2 separate regions of the Hordeum vulgare genome follow, and region 2 is linked to region 1. Evidence: chromatin contacts called from public Hi-C data. All regions are on one chromosome and are shown on one strand. Each heading gives the region's core, a stretch centred on a gene start, on an enhancer-like site or on the middle of the called end of the contact. The rest is flanking DNA. Distances are from core to core; before and after follow the strand shown.

Evidence for each region. A called contact is a pair of places that touch in the nucleus more often than the background predicts.
Region 2: a Hi-C map of seedling shows a contact between it and region 1, with 6 times the contacts expected there. The contact joins the enhancer-like site here to the promoter of LOC123448675 in region 1. A contact is called at or near these places in 2 of 6 Hi-C or Micro-C datasets (leaf and seedling) and 1 of 1 datasets of contacts at active chromatin or transcription factors (embryo).

Annotation. Positions count from the first base shown.
Region 1 is chr4H:382,828,599-382,836,052 of MorexV3_pseudomolecules_assembly, reverse strand. It overlaps LOC123448675 (nuclear/nucleolar GTPase 2), which reads left to right and starts at 2,740. Exons shown (of 11, transcript XM_045125643.1): 1 at 2,740-3,047; 2 at 3,534-3,667; 3 at 3,916-4,045; 4 at 4,320-4,480; 5 at 4,590-4,691; 6 at 4,799-4,903; 7 at 4,980-5,108; 8 at 5,187-5,327; 9 at 5,703-5,803. The coding sequence starts at 2,792.
Region 2 is chr4H:383,804,415-383,811,868 of MorexV3_pseudomolecules_assembly, reverse strand. No RefSeq gene overlaps it. Among protein-coding and RNA genes, the nearest start is that of LOC123448676, 440 kb to the left of the region's middle. Within about 2 kb of position 3,833, at least 1 of the 3 cell types and tissues checked has open chromatin away from gene starts, as enhancers often do. A contact at or near this core is called in seedling, where this site is marked.

The sequences.
Region 1 (7,454 bases), core at 1,491-3,990:
TGGACTAGTTGGACCACCCCTGCAGGGTTATATCTTTCGGAAAGCCGTGCCCGCGGTTATGTGGCAACTTGGAAACTTTTTTTTAACACCGGGTCATAGCAAACTTGAAGTAAACTTAATTAAAATATGCCAACTATGTGCGTAACCATGACCGTCTCTTCTCGTGAGTTCTAATCCGAGAGAGGACATGGTGGGGTTATGTCTGGCTTGTAAGTAGGTGTTCAGGATCACTTCGTGATCATTCTAGTTCACGTCCGTTTGTGCATAGATCACCCCTTTTATTCTTGTACTCGTGAGTTAGCCACTCAAATAAATGCTTAGTTGCTTGCTGCAGCCTCACCACTTAACCATACCTCACCATTAAGCTCTGTTAGTCTTGATACCTTTCGAAATGAGATTGCGAGTCCCTGTGGCTCACATATTACTACAACAACAGCTGCAGGTACAGGTAAAACAATACTTTTACGTGAGCGCGATGATTGTTCTATTTGGAGTTTCTTCTTCTTCTTCTTCATCATCATCATCGTCATCGATCTAGGATGGGTTCCACACAGGCAGCCTGGGATAGCAAGGATGGACGTCATTCTCTTTATCGTTTGATTTCGTCCGTAGTCGGACCCTGCTCTTCCACATGGTGATTGAATATATTGTTGTATTGTGTTGTTCATGTTGTAGCTTGTGGTGAGTGTAAGCCAATTCCATATACTCATCTCTTTTGTACATGTACTTGTAATGATATCCATTCTTCTAAAACAAGATGCGCTTCTATCCCTGTCGAGGCCCTCGTGCCAAAAATAAGGACAAAATCACATCTTGGACGCTACACTAAGCATGTATGGTCAGATTGCGGTCATTCCCACTTTGGAAGAGTGTGCACGAATGTGGGTCCCACCTATTCTTCAAATGTTGTTGGGCTCTAAGGCTTTGGTCCTTGGTAATCGAAAATTCTCACATATTTGGTTGGACACTTCCATTTGGACCTTGGTGGGCAAGTACCCGCATCGACGACATGCCAAACAGAGAAGCAAAGGCCTCCGTCACCATGCTTGTCTCGTGGAAAATTTGAAATGAGTGAAACACAAGAGTTTTCACGCTTAACATCGCTCAATCGACAATCTTGCTTGCCACCATCTCGACCGTGGCAAACCTTTGGGTCATCGCTGGAGCTAAAAAATTAGGGTAAATAATTATGTGAGAGTAATCATTCATGTCATGTGTCCAGTGTACTTATAACAAACTCTATTCTCTCTTATTTAATGGATGAGGCAAAACCGTTGCTTCCGTTTCAAAAGAAGAATCACTTTTCTTTTTGAGAAATTAAGAAAGGGCTACTTTTTTGAAGGGAAAACATCAATTTTTTTTCCAAAATGATAACGCTCACACGTGTGGCACGAGGCAACATGGTCCACACGCCTCTATAACTATTCATCTTGCCACATCAAACATATAACATCAACGAAATCTTTTTGGTTTTCTAGACTTAAAAATGTTCATCTTTTAAATAAAAATTCCAATTCAAAATCTGTTTTCACCATTAAATTCGTGTTGACGAGACCTTTAAAAACTAGATTCCATATTGATACGTTTCTAAGATTTTTTTGGGGCTATAAGTTGCCACATGTTTACACCGAAGTTGTCATATGGTTTTACACTGAAGTTGCCACAACATGTTTCATATAGTTTTTCTTTTAGATTTAAAACTAACATTGTATTTCAATTACTTTTCATGACAATTTTTATTAATTTTCCATGACAAATTTTAGTAATTAACAACGATAAATTTAATTCATGGATCATGTCAATTTTTGGTAATTTATCATGGTAAATTGAGTTTATAGATCAAGGCAATTTTAGTATTTTGACCATGACAATTCTAGTATTTTAAAAATGAAAAATATTTTTTATATGAACCATGACAAATTTCAGTGCATGTATCATGTCAACTTTAAGTAATTTATAATGATAATTTTAGTTTATGGTTCATGACAAATTTGAGTGAGTGACCATGCATTTTAAAAATAAGTGACGGCATATTTTTTTTTACTTATGAACCATGCCAATTATTTCATGGATCATGGAAAATTTTAGTAATTCATCATGGCAAGTTTAGTATGTTAATTTCCTTTTCTATAACATATCAAAGTTTATTTTAAACGTAGAAGAAAAAATTGTTGAAATATATCATGGCAACTTTAGTGTAACCATGATGTCAATTTATGTGTAATAGATATGACAACTTTTAATCTAAAAAAGTCGTTAAAACATATCAGTATGAGATATAATTTCGAAGATTTCATTGCGATGGATCTATTGGTCAAAACGATTTTTCAATCGGATTTTTTATTTAAAAGATAAAACATTTAAAAAACAAAAAAGACAAAAGATTTTATCATTTTTGCATGAATGTGGTGACGAAACGCAACCTATGATAATTGAATGTGTGGGCTGTTGTTCCTCCTACCATACATGTAGGACTTTTTTTTGGTCTTGCTTTTCTCCCATAATTTGTGGCAGGGGGAAACTTGCCTGTTACGGTGGCCGTCGCATATGGGTCACGGCCCAGCAACCTGGGGAGGTGGGTACAGTAGCCTTACGGTGGCCGTCGCATATGGGTCACGGCCCAGCAACCTGGGGAGGTGGGTACAGTAGCCCGGCCCACAGATGGCCAGTCGACCGACCCATCGCCGTCGCCTGTCCTACAAAACCCTAGCCTCTCCCTCCTCGGCGCCTCTTTCGACCGCCGCCTCCATCTCACGGAAAAACCAACCAAGCGAGCTTCACCCAGCGCGCGATGGGGAAGAAGAAGGAGCGGTCATCAAATGTGTCGGGGAAGCCCCGTCACTCTCTCGACGTCAACCGCCCCAATGACAAGAAGGGTGCGGGCGGCGCCGGCGGCGCCGGCGGGAGCCGGTCCGCGGCCACCGTGCGGCGGCTCCAGATGTACAAACTAAGGCCCAAGAGGGACCGCGGTGGGAAGATCGTCAAGCACGATCTCCAGTCCAAGGAGCTCCCCGACACCCGCATCGAGCCTGACCGCCGGTGGTTCGGTGAGCAAACCCCCTACCTCTCTGTTCTTTTCTAGTTGCTGTCTGTGAGTAAATTACGTTGCTGTTGATCTGGGTGAGGTAAACTCTCGTGTTAGTGTGTGATGTGTACACTTTTAGGAGTATGAGAGAAGCAGAGAAGATGTGATGGTTTCATTTTCGGTTTTGTATCGAGTTGGTAATGTGTCAATTACCATGCATAAAGCTCTTTTGCTGATTAGAGTCCGTCTGGGTACTGATTGGCTCAATGAATTGCTAAGACACAGTGCAGAGAGTGAACTTGGTGGGTGATACATCAGATCGTGTACATAATAGTTGGTTAAATCAAGCTTTGTTATGATGTATGCTGGATTGAATTTGTTGATACCGTCATAGGATGTGCAGCGCACATGATTAACGATTAAATTTGTACATGAATTTATTCTATTATAAGCCTGGTGATGTAACAGTTAATGTTGATTGTATTATTCTTCCTCTTGGTTATCACAGGAAATACACGTGTTATCAATCAGAAAGAACTTGAATATTTGAGGCAAGAACTCCAGGCACGGCTCACAAATAACTACAGTGTGTTACTGAAATCTAAACAGCTTCCACTGTCGCTTCTGCAGGATCATCAGAAGGTAAACACTTATGTACACTTCTATCATCTTGATTATTGATTTGTGGACGTGTAGCTCATGGAGTATTAGTGTATGTGCCTTTGACACTATTTTGCTGAAACTAGTGTTTAACTTAATATCTTTTACTCCTGGGTTCAATTATATTTTTGGTTAAATAGCTTGGAACCTTCCATATTTATTGTGAAGTAAGTATTATATTGTAATATGATTTTTTTTACTCACATATGTTGCTCATGTTGATTATACAGCAAGCTCGTGCGCATCTTCTAGACACTGAGCCTTTTGAGCATGCCTTTGGACCAAAGGGCAAGCGTAAACGACCAAAACTATCCAGTCTCGATTATGAATCTCTAATAAAAAAAGCTGATGATTCTCAAGGTATGAGTCAGAGTAATTAGCTAAGTTTGGTCTCCAGTTCAAGATTATGTCATATGATAAAGAAATCTCAACTAACTAGACGACCTACTGGCTGTTCATGTGCTGTATAACGAATAATAATTGTTGTCGGTCTATGAAGTTCCATAATTTCTAAAGTCAACAAGCCAAACTCTTTGCCTGTGGGATAATATAATATTTAATTTCATCAAGTTGTATGTCCTATTTGTCAAGGATAGCTGTATATCTTGGTAAAATTTCAGTTTGTGCTTTTTAGATGCGTTTGAGGAAAAACATGCTTCGTCAAAGTTGCCAAAGAATGAAGAGGAAGATGGCTTAAGGGATCTTGTCCGGCATAATATGTTTGAGAAGGGACAAAGCAAAAGAATTTGGGGTGAACTTTATAAAGTTCTTGACTCTTCAGATGTTGTTGTGCAGGTCAGTTTTACACAACCTTGTGACCTTGTCAGAATTTCTGTGCACCTAGATATTGTTTTAAATTAGTATCTGCATGTATTGATCGCTTAAATTGTTATTTCTTGCACAGGTGTTAGATGCCAGGGATCCAATGGGCACTAGATGCTACCATCTTGAGAAACATCTGAAGGAGAATGCCAAGCACAAACACCTGGTATTCTTACTAAATAAGGTATCATTTTAAGTTGTGCAGCTTGTCTTAGTGCAAATGTTGATTATTTACCTGTTGCGATGTATTTCAACACAATGATGGCTGGGCGCATTTCATTTGTTGTTCAGTGTGATCTAATACCTGCTTGGGCAACGAAAGGGTGGTTGCGTACTCTATCGAGGGACTATCCGACCCTAGCATTCCATGCAAGCATCAACAAGTCATTTGGAAAAGTAAGTGAATCTTTTATTGTGTTATGATCGTTGTGTTCCTTTATAATGTGTGCTTATACTTTTGATCCACTTCCAGGGATCTCTTCTTTCAGTTTTACGGCAGTTTGCCCGTTTGAGGAGTGACAAGCAAGCCATATCTGTTGGATTTGTTGGATATCCCAATGTTGGGAAGTCATCAGTTATCAACACATTACGCTCCAAGACTGTAATTCTCTTCCCTATCTTGTCCTTCTAGATGACCATTTTCAGGAAAATGTTCTGATTAACGTTTATATACCTGTAGGTTTGCAAGGTAGCTCCGATTCCAGGAGAGACTAAGGTGTGGCAATACATCACCATGACTAAAAGAATCTTCTTAATTGATTGCCCTGGGGTTGTGTACCAAAACAATGATACAGAGACTGATGTAGTTCTTAAGGGTGTGGTATGTGTCTCCACTTGTGCCCTTTTTGTCTTCTCTTTTTAAAATTTCAGATAATCAAACATTTTCTTATCATTTCATCTGTTTTTATTTGGTCCATCTTGTTTTTTTGATGTTCTCATCTTTGTTCCTATTTCAAGCAAGTGTTGAATGTCATTTCAACACGAAAGTAGTTATACTCCTGTACTTGTAACCTTCATTTCCCATGTCTTCATGTATATTGTTATTTCATGATATGCATTGTAGGAAGGGTATTGATACAGAGTTCTGTCCTATTTTATGGAATGGCAACAGTATTTGTTTTTCTCGTCTAGCACTGGTTTAAGAATGGTAGCTTTGATATTGTTTTTTAAATAATGTACTAATATTTGTCACCAGGTACGGGTGACAAATTTGGATGATGCTTCTGAGCACATTGGGGAGGTTCTAAGGCGCGTAAAAAAGGAGCATCTACAAAGAGCTTACAAAATACAAGACTGGTACCATTATTTACTTTTATTTTTATTTGAAATAAGGCGCGCAGAAAGTTGTAGTTTACTTTTATTTTAGCTGTGTTCCTTTCTGAGCACATCATATATTTGGACAACAATAAAATCTCAGAATTTGCATAATTTACTAGACACCATTCTGTTATTTGCCTTGTAGCATATTTTTGCTTCTTAGCGGTGAGGTCCTTTTTTTTTTCTCGAGAAAACGCAGTGAGATTCTTGCGTTTCTTTGTATTGAAAAGGAAGAGTTTATATTACAATCCTCCTAGGAGGGACACTACTGGTGATGAAAATACATATAGCTAGTGCACATCCCAGGTCTGGGGGATGATGACGCGGAGACCAGCCGCTCCCGCCTTGGTCCAGAGGGACGCCTCGTCGTTGATCCTTGTAACCAGGTCGTTCACTGAGGGTTGGGTGCCCTCGAACACGCAGCTGCTGCGGTGCTTCGAAATCATCCACGGGGTCAGCAGGGCCATGGAGGCGAAGCCTTTGCGCATGGGCTGTGGCATACTCCGCTTGGCGCGATGCCACCAGGCAAGGAGGGAAGACTCGTGGCTGGGGGGGGGGGTGCACGGCAAGCTGAGCCAGGCGATGACGTCTTGCCATACCTGCCTGGAGAAGGGGCAGCGGAGGAGCAAGTGGTCCATTGTCTCGGGGTCCTGGCAGCACAAGAGGCAAGGGTCGTGGTGCTGCAGCCCGCGACGAGCTAAGTGATCGGAGGTCCAGCATCGGTCCTGGTCAGCAAGCCAATGGAAGAAGCGCACCCGGGGTGGTGCCCAGCTCTTCCATATGAGCTTCCAGGAGGCGCTGGGGATGGATCCCTGGAAGGTAGCCTTGTAGCAAGACTTGGCAGTGTATGATCCATTCCCGGTCCACTTCCAGATGAGCTGTTCGGGCGTGTTGAACAGGATGGTGTGCTCGATGGTGTTCCAGAGGCGGATGTATCGGCCAATCTCGTGGACGCCGAGAGTGCCCTCGATGTGGCGAGCCCAAGCATTGGCATTGAGCCCTTCCGCGACGGTCCGCGCCTTCCTCTTGCGTGTGGGGATGCAGGCGAGGAGCTGCGGCGCTATCTCGCCGATGGATCGGCCGTCTATCCAGCGGTCATCCCAGAAGAGGGCTGAGAGGCTGTTCCCCAGAGTCATTGTGGTGCAGGCGAAGAACAGGGCGCGTTCATCCGCCGAGAACTGTAGGTCGAGCCCACTCCACGCCCTGTCCTGGTCGGTGCGGCTGAGCCACAGCCATCGCAGGCGGAGTGCAAGCCCGGTGCGTTCGAGGTCCGGGATGCCAAGGCCTCCAAGCTCGATAGGGCGGCAAGTCTGCCGCCAGTTAACATGGCAGTTGCCCCCATTGGCAGCCTCGCGGCCAGCCCACAAGAAACCGCGCTCAATCTTCTCAAGTTGCTTGATGGTTTTCTTGGGCGGTTCAAAGACGAGCAGTTGGTGAATGGGGACTGCGCGGAGGACAGATTTCACCATCGCGGGGCACCCAGCCTTGTTCATTAGCCAAGCCTTCCAAGACGGCAGTTGGCCCCGCACCTTGTCCACCAGGGGCTGCAGCTGCGCCGCCGTCGGTCGTCGGATCGTGACTGGAATTCCTAGGTAGGTAACCAGGAGCTCGGCAATGGTACAGCCGAGCA
Region 2 (7,454 bases), core at 2,584-5,083, 970 kb before region 1:
ATCCACTTATGTAGGGATAGCGCGTTGAATACTTGAAATCCTAGGAGCTTTTTCACAAAAAAGCCACGACGACGGACGACGAGAAATAGTATTCGCTTTTTTATTACTAGTAAGTCACCGTGGGATTGCCGGACTCTGAGCAACATCCCTACCCAATCGGTCCCCCTCTCATATATATATATATATACATATATATATATATGTCTCTAATAATAAAGCAAATACGGTTTCTGATTGTCCGTCTTGAAAATTATCCCTAAAGTTTGCATAAATTACCATCATGCCACCGGTAAGTAATAGAAAACGTTTCATAAAGCAAAAAATCTTAGACTGGGCCGGTCTATGTAAAAATGTCCTATATTACGTTCTGCATGCTGGGAGAATATCCAACACACCGTATGGCCGGCCCATGCACAAGCGGCTGCTTTTTTTCCATTTATTTATTTATTTCCAGTTCTGTTTTATTTTTTTATTTTATATAATTTAGAACTTCAAATAATCTTTAAAATTTTAATAAACTGAAAATTATAAATCAACACATTTCAAAAATTAAAATGTTTGTGACTTCGAAAACTGCTCGGAGTTTTGTAAAAAATACTCGCATATACAATAAAATGTTTGCAATTTTAGAAAAATATTTGTACAACATTTAATAATCCAATCCATCCAACAGTTAATTCTTTAAAATTCACACAGGTATATTGTCTCAAAGACTTTGAAGCATTAATGTTTAACTACATACATTAGATCTTTCGTCAACAATTTTACAAATATGGGAACGATTTTAAAATCGAAAACATTTTTTACAATTTACAAACATTTACTAAAAATCATGAATATTTTTTATATTTCGAACGGGTTTAAATATTTTCTTTTGAATTGGCCACCAATTCAAGAAAAGACGAACATAATTTTTGATGTTGGAGGATTTTATTTTAAATTCACAAACATTTTTTGAAATGCATGAAGTTTTTCGGAATAAACAAACATTTTTATAAATCAGTAATATATTCATTAAATTCATGGACATTGTTTTGGAATTTGCAAAAAAAATATAAAAATCCGGCGCTTTTTTTGAATCCTATTTTTAATTCAAAATAAATATTCGTCAGCATTTTAATCCAAATTCTTATTTTCGTAATTCTAAATTATTTAAATTATAAATAAACAAAAATGGAACGGAAAATTTTAAATAATAAAAAGAAACTAGCAAAACACGCATTAGTTATTTTTAAAATTTTAGGACATATTTTGAATTAGAAAGCATTTTGTTAAATGCATTTAATAGTTTTAATACATGAAATTGTACTTGAGATCATGGACTATTCTTATTGTACAAACATTTTTATAAAATTGAAAACATTTTATTGTATATGCGAGCATTTTTTACAAAACTCCGAACAATTTTTGAAGTCACAAACATTTTAATTTTTTAAATATGTTGATTTGTAATTTTCAGTTTATTAAAATTTTAAAGATTATTTAAAGTTCTAACTTATTTAAAATTAAAAAAATAAAACGGAACTGAAAACAAATAAATAAATAGAACTAAAAGCAGGCGCCTGTGCATGGGCCGGCCCATACGGTGTGCTGGATATGCTCCCAGCGTGCAGAGCGTAATATATGAGATTTTTACATGGGCCGACACAGTTTAAGATTTTTCGCTTGGTGAAACATTTTCTATTACTTACCGGTGGCATGGTGGGTAATTTATGAAAACATTAGAGTTATTTTCATGACGGACGACCAGAAATCGAATTTGCTTTATTATTAGGGAGAGACTAGCAAAATGGTCCGTGCGTTGCTACGAAAAGAAATATAATCTTCAATGATGGTGACTACATTATGTTCATATATCATCGCTTGATTTTAAAATTTTATGCACAAATAAAAGAAAATGTTTCTTCTTTTAAATTTATTCACAAGTTGAAGCAATCTTTACATTTTCAATAAATATATATCATTGTTGTAAAAAATCTTGGTAACTCAAAGATTTATTCTGAATTTTAATAATTTTTTTTAGAAAACAAACAATAATAATTCGATACATCCAACAGTTAATTCTTCAAAATTCACACAATTATATTGTCACAAAGATTTAGAAGCATTAATGTTTAACTATATACATTAGATCTTTCGTGAATAATTTTACAAATATGGGAAAAAAATTAAAATCGAGAACATTTTTTACAATTTACAAACATTTACTAGAAATCGTGAATATTTTTTATTTTTCGAACGGGTTTAAATATTTTCTTTTGAATTGGCGACCAATTCAAGAAAAGGCGAACATAATTCTTTATGTTGGAGGATTTTATTTTAAATTCACAAACATTTTTTGAAACGCATGAAGTTTTTCTAAATAAACAAACATTTTTATAAAATCAGTAATATATTTATTAAATTCATGGACATTGTTATAAATCAGTAATATATTTATTAAATTCACGGACATTATGTTTTCGTCAGCATTTTATTTCAAAATACCTATTTTTTAATATGCAAAAGTTTATGTAATTCTAAATTATTTAAATTAGAAATAAACAAAAATGGAATGGAAAATTTTAAATATAAAAAAAAACTATCAAAACAGGCATTAGCTATTTTTCAAATTTTAGGACATTTCTTAAATGCATTAACATATTTTCAATTAGAAAGCATTTTGTTAAATGCCTTTAATAATTTTGAATACATGGAATTGTATTTGAAATCATGGACTTTTCTTATTGTATAAATATTTTTTCTAAAATTGCAACATTTTTATTGTATATGCGAGCATTTTATACAAAACTCCGGGCAGTTTTTGAAGTCACAGACATTTTATTTTTTAAATATGTTGATTTATAGTTTTCAGTTTATTGAAAATTTAAAGATTATTTGAAGTTCTAAATTATTTAAAATTAAAAAATAAAACGAAACAGAAAATAAATAAATAAACGGAACTAAAAGAAGACGCCTGTGCATGGCCCGGCCCATACGATGTGCTGGATATTCTCCCAGCGGCCCAGTCCAAGATTTTTTTGTTTCTGAAACGTTTTCTATTATTTACCGGTGGTATGGTGGGTAATTTATGCAAACTTTAAGGGTAATTTTTATGACGGACGACCAGAAACCCTATTTGCTTTATTATTACTAGCAAAAGGGCCCATGCGTTGCAACGGGAGAAAGAAATACCCCACGACACACGCTCTTAATTTATAAAAAATGTCTATAATTTAAGAATTTATAGTTACGATACAAATAAAGATGGTCTTATCCTATAAAAATGCAGTTCAAAATTTCACAGGTCTTCTATTTTAACACGGCTTGCATGTAGATTTAATACGTACAAAGAATCAGTCAAGTGACCTTCAGTTTCATCTCTAATCCTGATTTTGTTGACGTGTTCATTGCCAACCCGGATGAGTACCGGTATGAAAGAAAGACGAATAATGACTTATTTATTAAGATTGCACCCTAGATAGTATTTTTATTAAACGTTTAACAGATAAAATAATATCATATTTAAATTGTACATATTTTTCTAATCAAATTCCATGTATAATACGTTAAATTTGGAGTTACGGTTTAAAAGATATGAGTATTTAAAAATATATTTAATATATACTACGAGTTTAATGTCATAAACAGTAAGGACTTTTTTGTAAAATCATCTCGGTGGGTTTTTCGACGAAAGCGATAGCCTCTTTATTATTAGGTAAAGATTAGGAAGAGATTAGGACGAGATTGTTTTTTTTTCAAATAGTAGAAAGAAATGCATAGAGGAGAGAGTGCCCGACCCAGCTAGCCTCACCACCACTAGTGCGGACTAACACTATTTATTGTGCCCTTGCCCCAGCCAAATGGCCACCATGGCCCCCACCTGGGAGTCTCTCTCTCCGTCTCTCAGCTTCTTCCACCTTAGCACATTTTCCTCTCTCACTATAAAAGAACGCCATGGCCAGCGAGGCGTCCCCATGGCCGAGCTGCACCCACGTCTTCACCTATAAATCGTGCCAGCTGCGCCTTAGGGTTACCTCAGGAGCCCCATCTCTTTCCTTCCCCACGCCACCGCCGCTCCTCCTTGCCTCCCTCGTGCCCGCAAGCTGCCTGCCGTGCCATGGCCGAACCGAGGTGGAGCTAGCCCCGGGCGTAGTAGCGCCACCAGACGCTCTCTGCTTCGCTCGCAAGAGGACGCAGCCTCGTTTCCATTCCCATGCCAAGCCGAGCCCGACGTTGTTGTCCACAACACCATCTTCTTCCTCCGCTTCATCTTCTTCATGCTCCCGTATGCAGCCACAATTAACGCCTCTGTCGTGCCTCTATGATGCATCCTGTACCTTTATTCCATCTCCTACAGAATCGTGGTAAGCTCCTGCTCCCCCAGTGTTCTTCCCCTTGAAGAACTCATCCGCGTAGTCGCCATTCTGTCCCCTTAAAGAATTTCTGTGGATGTTTGAGTCCATGATCGCCGAACTCCCTATGCCTGCGACCTCTGTTGCACACCCCGCCTCACACGCCCATGCCGTGGCCGGTGTTCCTCCGGCAAGCCAGCCATACCACACGGTTTGCCTGTTGGTCGCTGTGCATGCTCCGGGCAGAAAATAACAACGTGGTGTCGCCCAAGGAAGGCCGACCCTTTTATGCTTTCTTTTCGAGTTAAGACCATATGGTTAAGCCGTTAAGACCCTTCCTCTTGTTTGGTTCAGCTAGAACTGATCTACTGTAGCAACACGAACCAAATTTAGTTTCACTTGGTTAGTCCAGCGTGTTCTTACGCAATGTATCTAGGGTTCAAAACCCACGCATCCCATTTATTGTTTTGTTTTCCTCAGCTCTCTGCTACACGCGTAGGCGGCACAACCAATTGTCTTTCAGACTTCTAGTTTCGATCAGATTAGCTTTAGGGATTGTCTCATGTCAAGCTGAACCCACATATGATCCAAAATCAACCGTACGGTATCTGGTGAGCCACGCATGTACAAACCTAGGCGACGAGGTCTCTGATCCTTGTTTCGACCTTTTATTTTTTGTTGTTTTGATCTTTTCTGATGAGTGCCTGGTAGAATAGTTCGCCGAGAGCACTGATGCATTTCGGGCCGCACCACTCTGTTCCTGATTCACCCCATCTTTGTTTGTTTTATTTCTATTCGTCGATTTTACCAATATCTAGTGCATTGCATGATTGCAGAAATGCCATCACTGAAATTGCTAGTAACTTAATATGTGTGCATCCAAATATAACATGTTATATATGCAAAATGATTAGAATTTCATTTTATTTTACAAAATCCAACTTCCAATCATGTTCAAAATACTTAAAATGACGATTGCACTTCATTTGCATAAATCTCATGCTAAAATGGTTTATTCCATAACTAAATAATCACATCTCCGAATTAAATTGACTATATATGTAAATAGAGTGGAAAAACAGTAATTCAGATCTGGACCAAATTCATAATTTGCATATGGGGTAGTTTTAGAAATACTATAAGTTGCTTCCGACCTCATTTAAACTGTCTAGATAGATATTTTAATTATGCATCACCTCTTTCCATGTTTAGGAACATTTAAACTTGCCAAGTACCTAAACAAGGGTGAACCAAATATTTGAAGGTGGAGGTTCGTCAATATGGAACCGTTGCATATTGAACTTCACTTAATGTGTAGTACTACCTCCGTTCCTTTATATAAGGTGTATTTGTTTTTCCATAAAATTTCACAATGTAAGGTGCATTTCTTCTAATTCTTTCTAATTCCATTATTAGCCTTTCAAGAAAAGAAAGTATCTCTCCCTTGATTGCATGCATCTCTTATTATAAAGAGAAAAAGGAAAGAATCTCTCTCATGATTGTGTGTATCTCTTACTTTCCTATCCTAAATGATTTTATTCCCTCTAATCAATGATTTGGCCAAGGGTAATTTCATCTTAACATGTGTATAATTATGCGCCTTGGTCACCGTGTCGGAAATAATGCACCTTACATAAAGGAATGGAGGGAGTCGTTGATTGTTGTGCTTTTCCATGCCATGCATAATTAATTGGACATGTGTCATCCTTATTTGTGCATCATGTGTGTGAATATGTTATGGTGTGTTTACCATGTCATTTGTTTGTTTATGGTTTTGTTTCTCCTCACTAGAGTTCCGAAATCAATTCAGATTATGAGGATTCATTCCACTACGCCCATCAGTCTACTTCATGGTCTTCTTCTAAGCGGGATCTCACGGAAGATGATCATTTTCTTGGATACCACTACTATCATTGCTATGTTAGTTGTCTTTCTTCCATCATTATGTCTTGTTACCTACCACTTGAATGTCAAGCCTCCTAACATTACCATGAAAAGCTTCTAACCCCTCCACATCCATGTGACAACATGGATATCTACTTAACCATTGTTTGGCTAAGTTACCGCTTACTCAACTGTTCTTATAGTGTTGCTAGTTGCAGATGCATGTTGTTTCCATGTGACAACATGGATATCTTGGGATATCACTTATTATTATTCAATTTAATGCACATATATACTTGGTAAAAGGTGAAATGATTGGCCTTTTGCACAGTGATTTGTTCCACCTTTTCTGCCCTAGTTACCGATTATCGATGTTATGTTCCATATTGAGCGCTCCTAACATCCTTGGGGTTTTTATGGGGATGCCCTTGATTATTCGTTTTGGGATAAAACTTTTCTGGGAAGGCCCAAATTTTGTACTACATTTGAGTGATAACTAATAAACCTGCATAGGGACTAATTAACCCGTGGAATAATCAATACCCCGGGTGAGTGCTCCTCATGAGTGTTGCTCCAAAACAGAGCCACTTGCAGGGCCACCCCGGGGAAACTTGACTAATTTCTATCATGCCACCGTACGTACTGCTCATCGGTCGTGTCCTGAGAACGAGATACGCGGCTCTTATCAAGTTCGTTGACACGTGGGGCGGTCTTGTTGTATTTATTTTATCCTTCTGGAATGTCTTGTGCACCGGGACTCCGAGGATACTTTGGGATTTCTCGAGGTTGAGGTTTTCCACCACAGCTTGTGGCTAGTTTGTGGTGGATGAGTTGGAGCACCCTTGAAAGGAGAAATCTTTTTGAGAGCCTTTACCTCAGTTATGTGGAAACTTGGAAAGTTTTTAACACCCCGTTAAAGTAAAATTGAAGTAAACTCAAATAAAATTCACTAACCCTGTGTGTAACCATGAGTTTCTCTTCTTGTGGGGTTTGAACCAAGAAAAGAACATGGTGGAGCTATGATTGACTCGTAAGTAGGTGTCCAGGATCAGTTCTTGATAATTACTAGTTCAGGTCCGAGGGAGTCCGGAATGAAGGGGTCCTCACAGAGTCGGCTTACCAGGAAGAGGTCGGCCTGATGGGATGACTCTATGATGGGTCGGGTTGCACGATTGTCTTGTGTTCATGGAGGAGAATCCCAAAGACTGGCGTGGCAACTAGGTAAAAGTAGATTAG